2 separate regions of the Arabidopsis thaliana genome follow, and region 1 is linked to region 2. Evidence: chromatin contacts called from public capture Hi-C data. All regions are on one chromosome and are shown on one strand. Each heading gives the region's core, a stretch centred on a gene start, on an enhancer-like site or on the middle of the called end of the contact. The rest is flanking DNA. Distances are from core to core; before and after follow the strand shown.

Region 1 (5,735 bases), core at 2,308-4,807, 230 kb before region 2:
AATGGGATAATATGAAGCGCCTCGCCTTCAAGGTTCACTTCTATCTATCTCTCTCTCTCGTTGTACATATATGAATGCAAGTACGTAATGAAGCATCTTGTGTTTTTGAAAATGCAGAACGTAGATGATTCCAACACAAGACTCATGCGCGAGTACGTCTTGGAGACTAGCCATGTCGAAACCGATTCTGATAAGTGAAACCGAATATCTCTTCGAATCACATTCATATATATAGAGTCTTGAGAGTATACACACTTGAAACCGTTTGTACATACATATACATACCATTGTGCTATGTTACTCCCAGGTTTTGATACCTTAGTTTTTTTTACCTGCAAATCGATCAAAACCCGATTTTCTTTGCGGAGTTACCTAGAGACGGGAATGGATACCGGGAGAGGCATGGATTTTGCCCGACCCAAAATACGATTGAGCATAGTCTTCGATATTCTCTAACCTGTCATGAATCGAATAAGATGGGTTTAGGACCAACAAAAATGAAAGCTTCGTAGCTGAATAATTTAAAGTACAAAGTTTACTTTACCTATAGACATAGTTTACCATAATGCCTCCACTTTGACGAATACCTTTCTCTGATCGATCCGCCATCCAATTTATTCTTTCAACCATCTATGTAACGTATCAAAACATGAAAGCTTATCAATCTCAATCACTCTATTAACTAAAACCTATCGTCATTCACTGGACTTACCGCTCCATTTTGCAAGTGGAAGTTAGCAACAGAGTCTAAAGCTTTTCCTCTCTTCTTCTCTTGCAAGAGGTACCTATCAAAATCAAGAAAGACCATTGAAAGTTATGCCTATATGATTCATATATAACCATTACATCTCCTCCAAGAATGAACATACCTAGCACATAACCGCATAAGAATAGGTTCTAAAACTGGTAATAGGCGAGGCGAAGTAGCCCAATCGCAGTTCTTTACTGATAGCAAATTCAACAGAACTTCCATACCGTTGCTACCGGATGAAGATTCACTGCATAAAAAGATCACTGAGTTGATGACTTGAACTTGATTTTCTATATAACAGATAAGAACATAAGGGCATGAAGAAAATCTTACTCTGATAGAGTCATGAGGGCATGTTCCTCTTCTGGTAGTAATACTTTCTCACTAAACGTAGATGAAGGCGAATTGCTCTGTGTACCACGCTCATCTTCAGCAAATCTTGACTGAGATGATAACTTCGAGAGGAGCCATTGCATGAATCCAGGAATGGGGCTAAGTGTTGCAAATGTCTGCAACAAAAAGAACAGTTTTGTTGAGCAAGCAGATACAAACTTTTAGACCTGTAACAAGATTTGCATACAAATTAGTCAAAGTACTCACAGAAACATGTGGCATGTCTTTTTTCACCAACGTAATCACTCGTTTGATCAGAAATTTTCCGAGGTTTATCCCAGCTAAGCCAGGCTGCAAATACATAAGACAGAAGTCATAAAGCCATAGCTTTCATCAGAACCACGAAATGAATAGAAAATGTGAAAATCAACGAGAACAAATGTAAGAACTACAGATATGAAGGAAGAGTGTGCACATACCTGAGTTGAAGAAATAGAGTAAAATAAAGCGCATGTTGCTTGGTTCTCTGGTATGGGAGGATTGTCCCACAAAACTTCCTGCAACGCCAATGAATTTTTTAGACACATAGCTATAGAATCTAAACTATACCGAATAGTATCAAGATTAGTTTGACCTGAATTGTCTGAGCAACAGTCTCCATAAGAGCAACTTCTATAAAAATAAGTGGCTCACCTGAGAGTAACGACATAGAATGATCAAAGAATGTGGTCAACTTACAATCAAAGAGACATGAGTCCAGAGAAAGTAACTAACCAGGAACAGATGGATGAAAATATCCAAAGCATCGACGGCCTATTCCCAATCTTCTTTTAAGATCCAAGAGGTTGCTGATTGGATGCACCGCCTTATAAATAATGCGTTATTAGACAAAACTTTTAACATTCTGAAATAGCTGAGATTACTATAATGGAGACTAGTACTGCATACCTCATATGCAACAATTTTCTCAAGCAATGAAGCAGGATCATCCCAAGTAATTTGATGAAGCTCTAAAGTGGCAGGACTAAGCCACATACCGAGTTTCTCCTTCAGAAAAGAATCTAATGTTCGCAAAGACGGCGTGTTCTCTTTTCTATACATTAGAAACAACCATCAGTGTCAGATACAACCGGAAATGTTTTACCAACTGATTCGAAACTATCTTCAAATATTTGAGTTTCCAGTCACATAACAAGAGGACAAGAAACATTACGAGAGTATCGACAGAAGATCAGCTCGGAGGATGGACAAAAATCTCAACCCTCCAGGATGTGTATTCAACCTCTCAAATAAAACTTCATATGTTGGCCTAAGAGCATGCCTCAGATTCCTCTCAATGCGATAGAAAACAGAAGATAAAGCCCCCTTATCATCATCACCTAAAGAAAAGTACTCGCCCATCAATGGAGAATGTAACGAAGAATCACACAAGAAAAAACAAGAATGGCACAAGAATGACTCTCACTAGCTGGAGTTTCAAGTCCAAGATATTGCTTAACAAGTTCTCGGACTTGCTCTCGGTTAACATCATACTCCTTGGCTAAAACAAGCAGTAACTTCTCGCGGTCTTCAAGCGAAAGGCTAAAGTAACCCTATAAGCATTTTTAACCATATATGTAATCAGATTGAAAAGGTTAAACACATCAAAGATCAGAATCAAGAAACAACAATGTGAAGATAGTTTTACCTCTTGAAAATCATTAAGAGTAATGTCTAATACACCAGTTTTACTAGCTGAGATAGCTGAGTGCATTGTCTCTCGAACAACATCATAAACCCTAAAACAAAAACCAAACTCACTACTGCAAAGATCAATGGTGCTAAATCAATATCTACAATGAGAAATTACCTTCCAGTGGTACCAAAATCATTAGAATTTTGCACAATGTGATCTCTAGAATGATTCTCTTGAGGATTAGATTGAATTTCCTTCTGACAACAAAGTCAACAAACCATTATTATAGAGTCAAATTAGCCTTATTATATTCTTATCTTCTTAAAAACATTCAAGCTCCGATTAAAGCCATAGCCAATTTCTCACTCTCTCTCTCTCTTTTTCATCAAAAGATGTAAACTTTTCATTGCCCATGATTACAAATTGTGTGAATTTGGACAGAATCGCAAAATTATCCAAAAAATTCAAACAGAGAAAAAGAAAAGCTTACAGGAAATTGAGAGAGGGAAAATTTGGAGGGATTGTTGGATCTCATTCTAGCACGCAACAGAATCGCTAGATTTTTCTTGCTCATATCTGTTTCATTATGATCATCATCATCACGGTTAAAATTTCATCGGAGAAAAAAAGGAACTCAGGAAGAAGAAAAAAGCGATTTCGCAATCAGACATGACAGGAACCTTAAAATCTGGCCGTTCAAGTATCGGAAAAAAAAATCGAGACTTTGTATTCCCTTTTCAACGGATAGCGTAAAGGCACTGGCTTTTAAAACGGCGTCGGTTTTACTTTACCTGTCGCTTCACTTGCCACAAAAATTTGAATAAATGGCAGGAATGTCACTTTCTCCAAAATAATAATCACGAATGCCACTTATTCTTTATAATTTTATTTTTTTTTATAATTAAAACTGATGTAAATATCCAAATAACTTTTTAAAAAATTAAAATATACAGATCCAACTAAAATAATCCGACCCAAGTACAATAAAATAATTAACTTGGCCCAAATAATACTATATTTTTAATATGTAAAGTAACAGTTTTATCCAAATTTAAAAGCATTATTCTTAATAAATAAAAACAGGATTCATATTTAGAAGAAAAAAATTAAAATTAAATAAATTTTGAAATATAAGTAATAGATTTTTTTTTAAAAATCTCTATTGATAAATTCGAAATGTATGTATTATTCGAAATATGTTTTAGTTGTTGATAACATTTTTAATTATTTTTGAAATAAATATAGTTTATTTATCTATTTATATTAAAATTTAACAATTTAATATCTAAATATATTTTAAAGTTTATCACTTAATAAATATAGTTTATATATATTATTTTAAAGTTTATCACTTAATACATATAGTTTGAAATAAATATAGTTTTGAAATAAATATAGTTTATATATATTATTTTGGACAAAATTTTGTTTAAAATATTTAAGATAAGAATTATCTTTTAAATTATAGTTAAATCAAATATTAACTTATGGATTTTTTCTGTTTAAAGTTTTAATTATATTAAATTATAATGAGGTTATTTTATTAATTTTATATATAAAGTAGGATATAGTATTTTTCAAATAAAAACTCATAAAAAAGGCATTTTCCAAATTTACTCATATCATACGCCCGAAAAATCGATTGGAACTTATTCAATTGAACAATTTGAACTATATAAGTTGAACTCGTTCGATTGAACCAGATGAACTAGATCAGTTGAACTATTTGAACTAGATCAGTTGAACCATTTGAACTAGATCAATTGAACCAATTTCAGTTATACCATTTTATTATGCAACAATGGATTGGTTTGGGGAGCAACGCGATTCAGTTACTACATTGTACTGACTACCATTGCAAATATCTAAACAGCCATTTTTGTTTCGTTCATTCACTTTCTTCAATCGAGATCTATAGACAGAGTAGAACAAACAAAGCGCTTGTAAAGAAAAGAAGACGTTGCGACGGAAGAAAAAGCGACCGATGAAATATATGAGTCGACCGGAGATGGTATCTCTAAAGGAGGAACGTTTCCAGAGTGGACAAAGTAAATATCGAGATATCGATCTAGATTTCGATCCAACAATATCGATGGAGGAAGACACATCACCTGAGAATCGACGGCTGCCGAAATGGATGAGCCGACCAGAGATGGTTTTTCCCGAGTCGACAGAGCCAATTGAATTTATACACCAAAAAATGGTTAAAAAAAAAAAAAAACTGGTTTCCATCAACCAGAGAAAAGCGTCGTAAGAGGAAGAACAAGACTATGCCTGGGATACACTTGAACAATTTGTTGCACATGAAAAAATTAATTCATGTATTTTGAATTTGTATTTCTCGGATTTGTATGAACAATTCAACTAGTTCAACTTATTGGATTAGATTAAAAACATATATGTATTTGTGTTCGTGGTACTTTTTAATTTATTTAGTTGAGCTAGTTCAAATGTCTTTCTTTGGTTTTCGTGGTAACATTTAATATAATTAGTTCAACTAGTTCAACTAAATAACGTTAAAATGATTAAATTTGTAAAATTGATAATTTATTATACATGTAAAATTATATACGAATATCCCAAATTATAAATAAATAATTTTAGATCAATGCAATAAAATTTAATATTTTCTAAAATCCAATTTTGTTTTCATATAAAACACCCCTTCTAATATAAGAAACATTTAGTCTATGAGCACCTTATATGAAGTAAAATAGGTAAAAAACCAAGTTTTCACCGATGTCATATTATGAAAACTTTGGAAATACAAAATAATAGAGAAAAAGTGTGCGTTCAACTTATAATTAATTATTTACCTTCTAATTCAACTGTAAATTATGAAAATTGTGGAAAGTTCAACTATGAATACGATGGTACAACGGTATAACTACGAGTATCTTCTACCGCAAAAAGATAAAATATTTTTTAGTGGGGTCCATATGTTGAGTAAATACAGTCACTAAATTAAATCCAACG
Region 2 (6,405 bases), core at 1,809-4,308:
TTTTGGTTTGGGGTCGGTTTCGGGTACTATCACATGCCTATGTACTGGTTTTCGATTTTTTAACTTTGGCGATTACGCTCTTGATTTTGAAGATGTGTTAGCAACTTAGCATCATCATTACTCTTTCACTATATATGAAAAAAAATCTTGAATTACTTTTGATCTCTGATAATGAATGATACTCCAAATTCCAATAAGAGAAAACATAGACACCGTGATTAAATTTCGTACGTAACACTCGTGAATCTCTAGGCACACACCACCTCACTGAACTCACGTGCAACCGGACTAATTTGAGCCGTAGGATTCAGTAATCAATAAATGTCGAGGATCTCGATGATCGGACGGTTACAAAGAGGACACGATCCTCGATTAAGCCACACCTCTCGAGAACACACTCTGCAAAAAGTATGTCCACATGGGATAAACGCTGCTCCTTTCTTCCTTCCCATGCACACGCAACACACCGAATCATTATTAACTCCTCTAACCGTCGACGACGCCGACGCCGTTACTCTCTCCGTTTCATTCTCTTCAACGACGACTCTCTCCGCCGTTTCTTCGAGCAATCTCATTAACGACACTTTTAACGGCGTTAAACTCCCTGATGCTTCCGTTTCCTCCGTTCGGTAATTTCTCTCCGCTGCTAACGCCGTTGCGAGATTCATACCTTGATTTAACGGACCCGTTACATGATCCGACCCGGAAACAAGCCGGTTTTCAAATGGCTCGTCGTCGTCTTCGCCAGTGTTACTTGTTAACCGGAGACCCCAAGTTGGTCCACAGCATCCAATTCGTTTGAATCCTAGCCGTTCTTTAAGAGTTCGTTTCCTTCTCCTACTTCGATCGAGACCGTCCATTTGGAGTCGGAGCAAATCGAGAAATGTCGTTGACTGTGGCGTCTCCGGCTGGGCTTGACTAGTTTCAACACCGAGTTGACTCATTGTCGACTCAGCTACAGACGCTTTAAAAGAAGAGAGGATTACGAGAAAAATAAACAAGAAAGGATTCTGAAGAAAATTTCCGCCATTGAAGAGAGTGTGAAGTGTTTTGGAATTCGTGTATTGCTTTGGGTTTTAAAGCTTTTTTCGGTTACGTCCGAATTACGATTGAAGTCATTATTATATTATTCTCTCTTTAAATTGAAAAACACGAATTAATACCAAACGTTTCACTTTTAATTTGAAGTCTTCTTGTATTAATTTTTGCTATGATTGAGTTCTGAAAAACTGATACTATGTAATTTGGTAATTCGTTTTTAGATTGAACATTACCAAGTTGGATACACTTGAATACAAAAAATAACAATATAGTACCAACATTTATGACAAACTTGTTCTACATGATAGCATTTAAAAGGATTAAAGGAGTGTCTCTTATTTTTCTACAACCATCCGATCCAATTTTTATTTATTTGATTTGGAATAAACGGACTTTTATTGAAAGATCAAAATCTCCCATTTTCATCTAGCTTCAAAACTACAAGTTGCATTCAACACAAAGTTATACATTTTTTTCTTCAGTAATCAATAGTATTAGTATACCTCTTGGAGCATGAGAAGGAAAGTGGTGTATGCTTTAGATTGGAGATGTCAAAGAGCTCCATGAATCTCTGGTCTGAGATTCTAGCTTTCGCAGCTGCGAATCTTTGGTACTCGTCGAAGATAGAAGACAAACACCATCTTTGAATCTTCCTCACACAACCTACAAGACATCCCGTCCGATGCTGCAACGGATAGAGAGACAAGATATAAGGATTACTTCGATCATATCGTGACTAGGGTTAAGCAGATGAGAGATGTCTCAGTTTACCTTTCCACTTTTGCAATGAATCAAGACAGGATGATTCTCTGTATCTGGTTAATAAGGCAAGATAAGAGTCAAGGATTAGATGGTTTTGAATCTTTTGATAATCTAAACAATTACATTTCTCGATGAAAATAGGTTATAGAGAGACAAGAGAGGGTACCTAGAAGTACTTGTAAGGCTTCTCGGATTACCTCGTCAGGGATATTAACAAATGGTTCCTTAAAACACAAAGAGAACAATCAACTTATCAGTCCACAAGCACAGAATATGTTACATTCATCATCTTTGCATAGCTCTATCTAATCAAATGCTAAACAAGAAGATTAAACACAAGTTTTTACAGAAGCAACAACCTAGAATAAGCTTATGAAGTTATGATCCATTCTTATGAGATTCAGACTCATCATTCCACCAATATGAGATATTGAAACAATCATAGATAACCACAGACTATGAAACTAAGAAGAGGTGATTCAAAGCTTCAAAAACATCGATAACGAGAGTAAGAAAAAGTAAATAATTAGTATCACCACCAATCTCACCTTGCATCTTTCAATTCCAAATTGAAAAACTTGGATCCCATTTGATTTTGCAAACTCTCTATTCACCTCTGGATATGCCTCAGGACACAAATATCTATAGATCACAATACACATTCAAAACAATAATCATAGATTAGAGACTAATTCTTTTGACCATTTCACATTTCACTATAACAGAAACATTCTATAAAACCCTAGCTATAATTATATCTCCATATCAACTAAATCAGCGACTATTTGCGATACAGGACGACGAAGCTGACCTAATTAAGGACTAAGAGAATGAGATTAAGAGAAATTACATGATGGATTTGAGACGCAAAGACTGGAGAAAGCTGAAACTGACGGGTTCAGGAAAACCAGAACGGAAAATTCCATTATCGACCATAGCGAAGTTAAGAGGTGGCACGAAAAGCTCACCGCCGCCTCTCTCCTCCATCGAGTTCTCCGATTGTGGTACCGTGTGAACATCGCCGGCGTAACTCTCTAACGTCATGATTGTATTGAGCGCCAAAAAGGGAAAGGAAGAGAGCTTTCGATGAGAAAATGTCGAGAAAAATTGAGAAGAAGATTCAGAAGTTTTGGGGAATATTAAAAGGTATCCAGAAGAATATTCTTCTCTCCACTATTTTACTAAGATCAGACCCGTGTTACAGCACGGAGGAATATATGTGTTTCTGTATGATGTATGATGTGTATTAGAACGTGCTTAGATAGTTTTAAAACGTAACATATTTAGGGGTTAACTTAAGTAATGAGATTAATTATTAGAATATTTTCTAAAATATTGGAATTAAATTGTTTTTTTTGTTTAAAATATTTTTTTCATGTGTTAAAAATAAAATAAATACAAAATATTCTTTAAAAAAATTTCTAGCGATTTTACAAAAGTCTATCATTTAGTTATACCAGATTTATTCTTATTCAGTAGAATTTTTTAAATACGACAGATTTTTTATATCATACTTTTTTGGTTGACAGATTTCTTAGAAGATAGTGATAACAAATTTATAAATTATCTACATATACAATTTTGGGAAAGATTTGTGTCGAAAAATTCTTTTTCAATTTCGATATTGTATGTTTAGTCCCTATAAAATCAATCAGACAAGATTGTCTGCGTTAGGACAATGACCAAATTTTTGATGAACTATTCACGTTTTGCACTAATTAATTACCTAAACAAAAATATTATTTTGCACTACCCTCATAAATTGCACACATTAATCCCTTAAATCTCTACTAATTCAATATTACACGAAATAATATTTCTTAAAAATCCGAACAACCAAATAACTAACCATATCTTTACTTACTTCATTCCAAAATCTCTAAATATTTACTACACTCTTACCAAATATTCGTATTTCGATATCACATTTCTATAAGTTAAACGATTATTAATCATGCATTAATTCCATAAACCTTAAAAGAACCCTCTATTTATCATATAATCTTACATATGGTATAGTCAATATATTTTTACACATTCTACAAATCATCATCAATTCAAAATTCCAATATATCACCTCGCAAATTAAATTTCGCCAACTATAATATTATTCAAATTGTTATTGATTATTGCCTTCCAAAAAATTTATCCGATCGAATCATATATTCTCTCCACTCCTCATTCATAGCAATTATGTATCCTGATTTACGTATATCACCTTAACTACAAAATCTTTTACTATTTGCTTGCCAGTCAAGATATAATCTAAATCCCGCAATATTCCATCTTATAAACCACCCAAATCTTTCTGTTTTACATGTACAAGCGTAAAAATAAGGGTAAATACATTTACCATATCTCGACAGTTTGATTCAGAATCAAATCAAAATCTAAATACGGCATTTTGATTATTATTTTGCACTTATGATACTCAAGCATATTCCTATTCTAAACCATTCAGAATCATTCTGTTTTCAAAGAAATTACGATTGGGACTATGTAGAGGATAAAATATGATTTGATTCAAAATCTGCCAGATTTAACATTCATTTGTTTTAATATGTTTTTGGTATCACATATATTCTCCTATATTTTTCTTAATTAATTCCAACAACAATAGGCAATCTTAGTCAATCTTTAATAAACGTAATTAATTCTTTTGCTAATCACAATTTATGATTTCCTTAACGTCTTGCCATCTTAATCGTCTCTATCAAAATTATTTCCTAAAATCTCTCCATATTAACTCCACGATTTCTTCCAAACAAATCATATCCATTTTTGAAATTCATACATTGCAATATATCCCTACAAAACAGATTTTAAGAAACTAACTAATGTTTCTTCTCCATAAAAATCAATTCCGTTTTTTACTAAAATCAAGTAATAACTCACCAATTCGGATTTCATATTTTATCCTCTACATAATCTACACAAAAACCATTTAAAGAAACATAATAATGCCGCATAAAAAATTAAAAACGCATAACAATAGTATATTCCTCAAAATCTATCGAATTCATAGATTTTCTTCCAAATATCTTGCTTCAGGGAATATTTTCTATTTAATAGATGCGGGTTAGTAACCTATTAGTTGTCCCTATAAATACTATGCACCACCACGCCATTTACCATCACCCAACACAAAGGTATGAAATATTTTAGCGTTTACAGACACCTTATTTCTTTTAGTTTTCGTTTTGATTATTTGTTTCATTCTCTAGCTAAAACTCGAAATATTTTTCTATTTTTTTAGTTTTTCCAATTATTGTTAGAAATAAATGCTGATTTCTGCCACGTCTAAAGTTTGTGTTGTTTGGATTTTGGCAGAAGAGGAGAACATATATGATCGTGACCTGGCTAATCAAAAGATTCAGAAATATGGCTTCTGTCTTACTAAAAGCAATAGACACAGTAAAAAAGATATCATCTATCCGACTATTTTCACAGATGTCTTAGATGTGAAAAAATTCATGTTTGGATTCTTAAAGATATTTTGTTGAGAACCAATAATAATCATATTGATCTTACATTTATTGATTGTGAAATTAAATTTACAGAAAATACTAATATAATATCAAAAGTAAATAGATATAAAAAATAATATGATAAATTCAAAATATAACTTGATTATTTATATTAACAATCAAATTACAGTTATACAATTTTAAAGTACTAAAAATAAACAATATTAACAAAACTAATACAACTTAAAATTTTCATTTTTTAGTTATAAAGTATCCTTCCAAAATGTATAATATATTTAAATTAAAAAATATATTAACATATATTTATAAAACATGCTAAAAACAAAATAAAAAAACTATTGAATACAATTATAAACCCGTAGTGTACCACATGTCAATTATAAGAATGATCATAAATTCTTACATAAATTTTGTAAGAATGATCATAAATTGTGTTCATTTTGGAAGAGATGGTTTCAGTTTAACTAAGTAATAAAAATCAAGTTTTATTACATAAAAGGTAAAATTATAACACATGTAAGTAAATGAACAATACAAGCCTAAATTATAATTTCATGTATAGTATCACGTGTTTAAAATTACAGTCAATGATAATCTACAGTTACAATCCAAAAATTAAATTTCATACCAATTGAATCATATGGGTTTACATGTAATAAACTAATATTGTTATTTACAAAAGAATTCATGCTTATAATCATGTAATCATAAAATTAGTACAAACACACGATGTATATAAATTGAATATTTACAAAACCAGACCGAAACATACAAATATAATCGCCCATGTCAATAGATATAAATATATAGTTGAAAATGCAAACTAACTATAATGATTTAACTGTCAATTATATTACAATAAAACCATCATATTACGATTAAACGCAAATACTCAACCCGCGGTGTACCGCGGGTCCGTATCCAGTAACATATTTAATTTGATGGACAAATTTTTAGTTTTTTCAACCACAAACTTTCATATAATTTGACAGACTTATTTTTTTGTCGATGTTTTTTTTACGGTAAGTGATAGCAGATTTATAATTTTGTTAAACAAATCTATCAAATTGTAATAGATTTGTTGTCAAAAAAATAATTACTAGAATGACGTCTA

What was found. Capture Hi-C pulls out chosen DNA fragments and counts their contacts.
Region 1: a contact with region 2 is called in a capture Hi-C map of seedling, with 2.9 times the contacts expected there. The contact joins the promoter of AT4G04320 here to the promoter of PFA-DSP4 in region 2. A contact is called at or near these places in 1 of 26 Hi-C or Micro-C datasets (root) and 1 of 3 other capture datasets (seedling).

Annotation. Positions count from the first base shown.
Region 1 is chr4:2,111,163-2,116,897 of TAIR10.1, reverse strand. AT4G04320 (malonyl-CoA decarboxylase family protein) reads right to left here and starts at 3,557. Exons shown (of 15, transcript NM_116670.5): 1 at 3,250-3,557; 2 at 2,934-3,016; 3 at 2,772-2,862; 4 at 2,550-2,676; 5 at 2,298-2,463; 6 at 2,033-2,177; 7 at 1,859-1,949; 8 at 1,719-1,777; 9 at 1,564-1,641; 10 at 1,352-1,435; 11 at 1,085-1,260; 12 at 870-998; 13 at 713-785; 14 at 545-630; 1 more. The coding sequence starts at 3,333. The coding sequence ends at 373. RbcX1 (Chaperonin-like RbcX protein) reads left to right here. Exons shown (of 6, transcript NM_116671.3): 5 at 1-32; 6 at 118-345. The coding sequence ends at 198.
Region 2 is chr4:1,884,115-1,890,519 of TAIR10.1, reverse strand. PFA-DSP4 (Phosphotyrosine protein phosphatases superfamily protein) reads right to left here and starts at 3,058. Exons shown (of 5, transcript NM_116634.4): 1 at 2,654-3,058; 2 at 2,352-2,445; 3 at 1,970-2,027; 4 at 1,813-1,856; 5 at 1,265-1,726. The coding sequence starts at 2,847. The coding sequence ends at 1,520. AT4G03965 (RING/U-box superfamily protein) reads right to left here and starts at 1,160. Exons shown (of 1, transcript NM_148213.4): 1 at 108-1,160. The coding sequence starts at 944. The coding sequence ends at 315.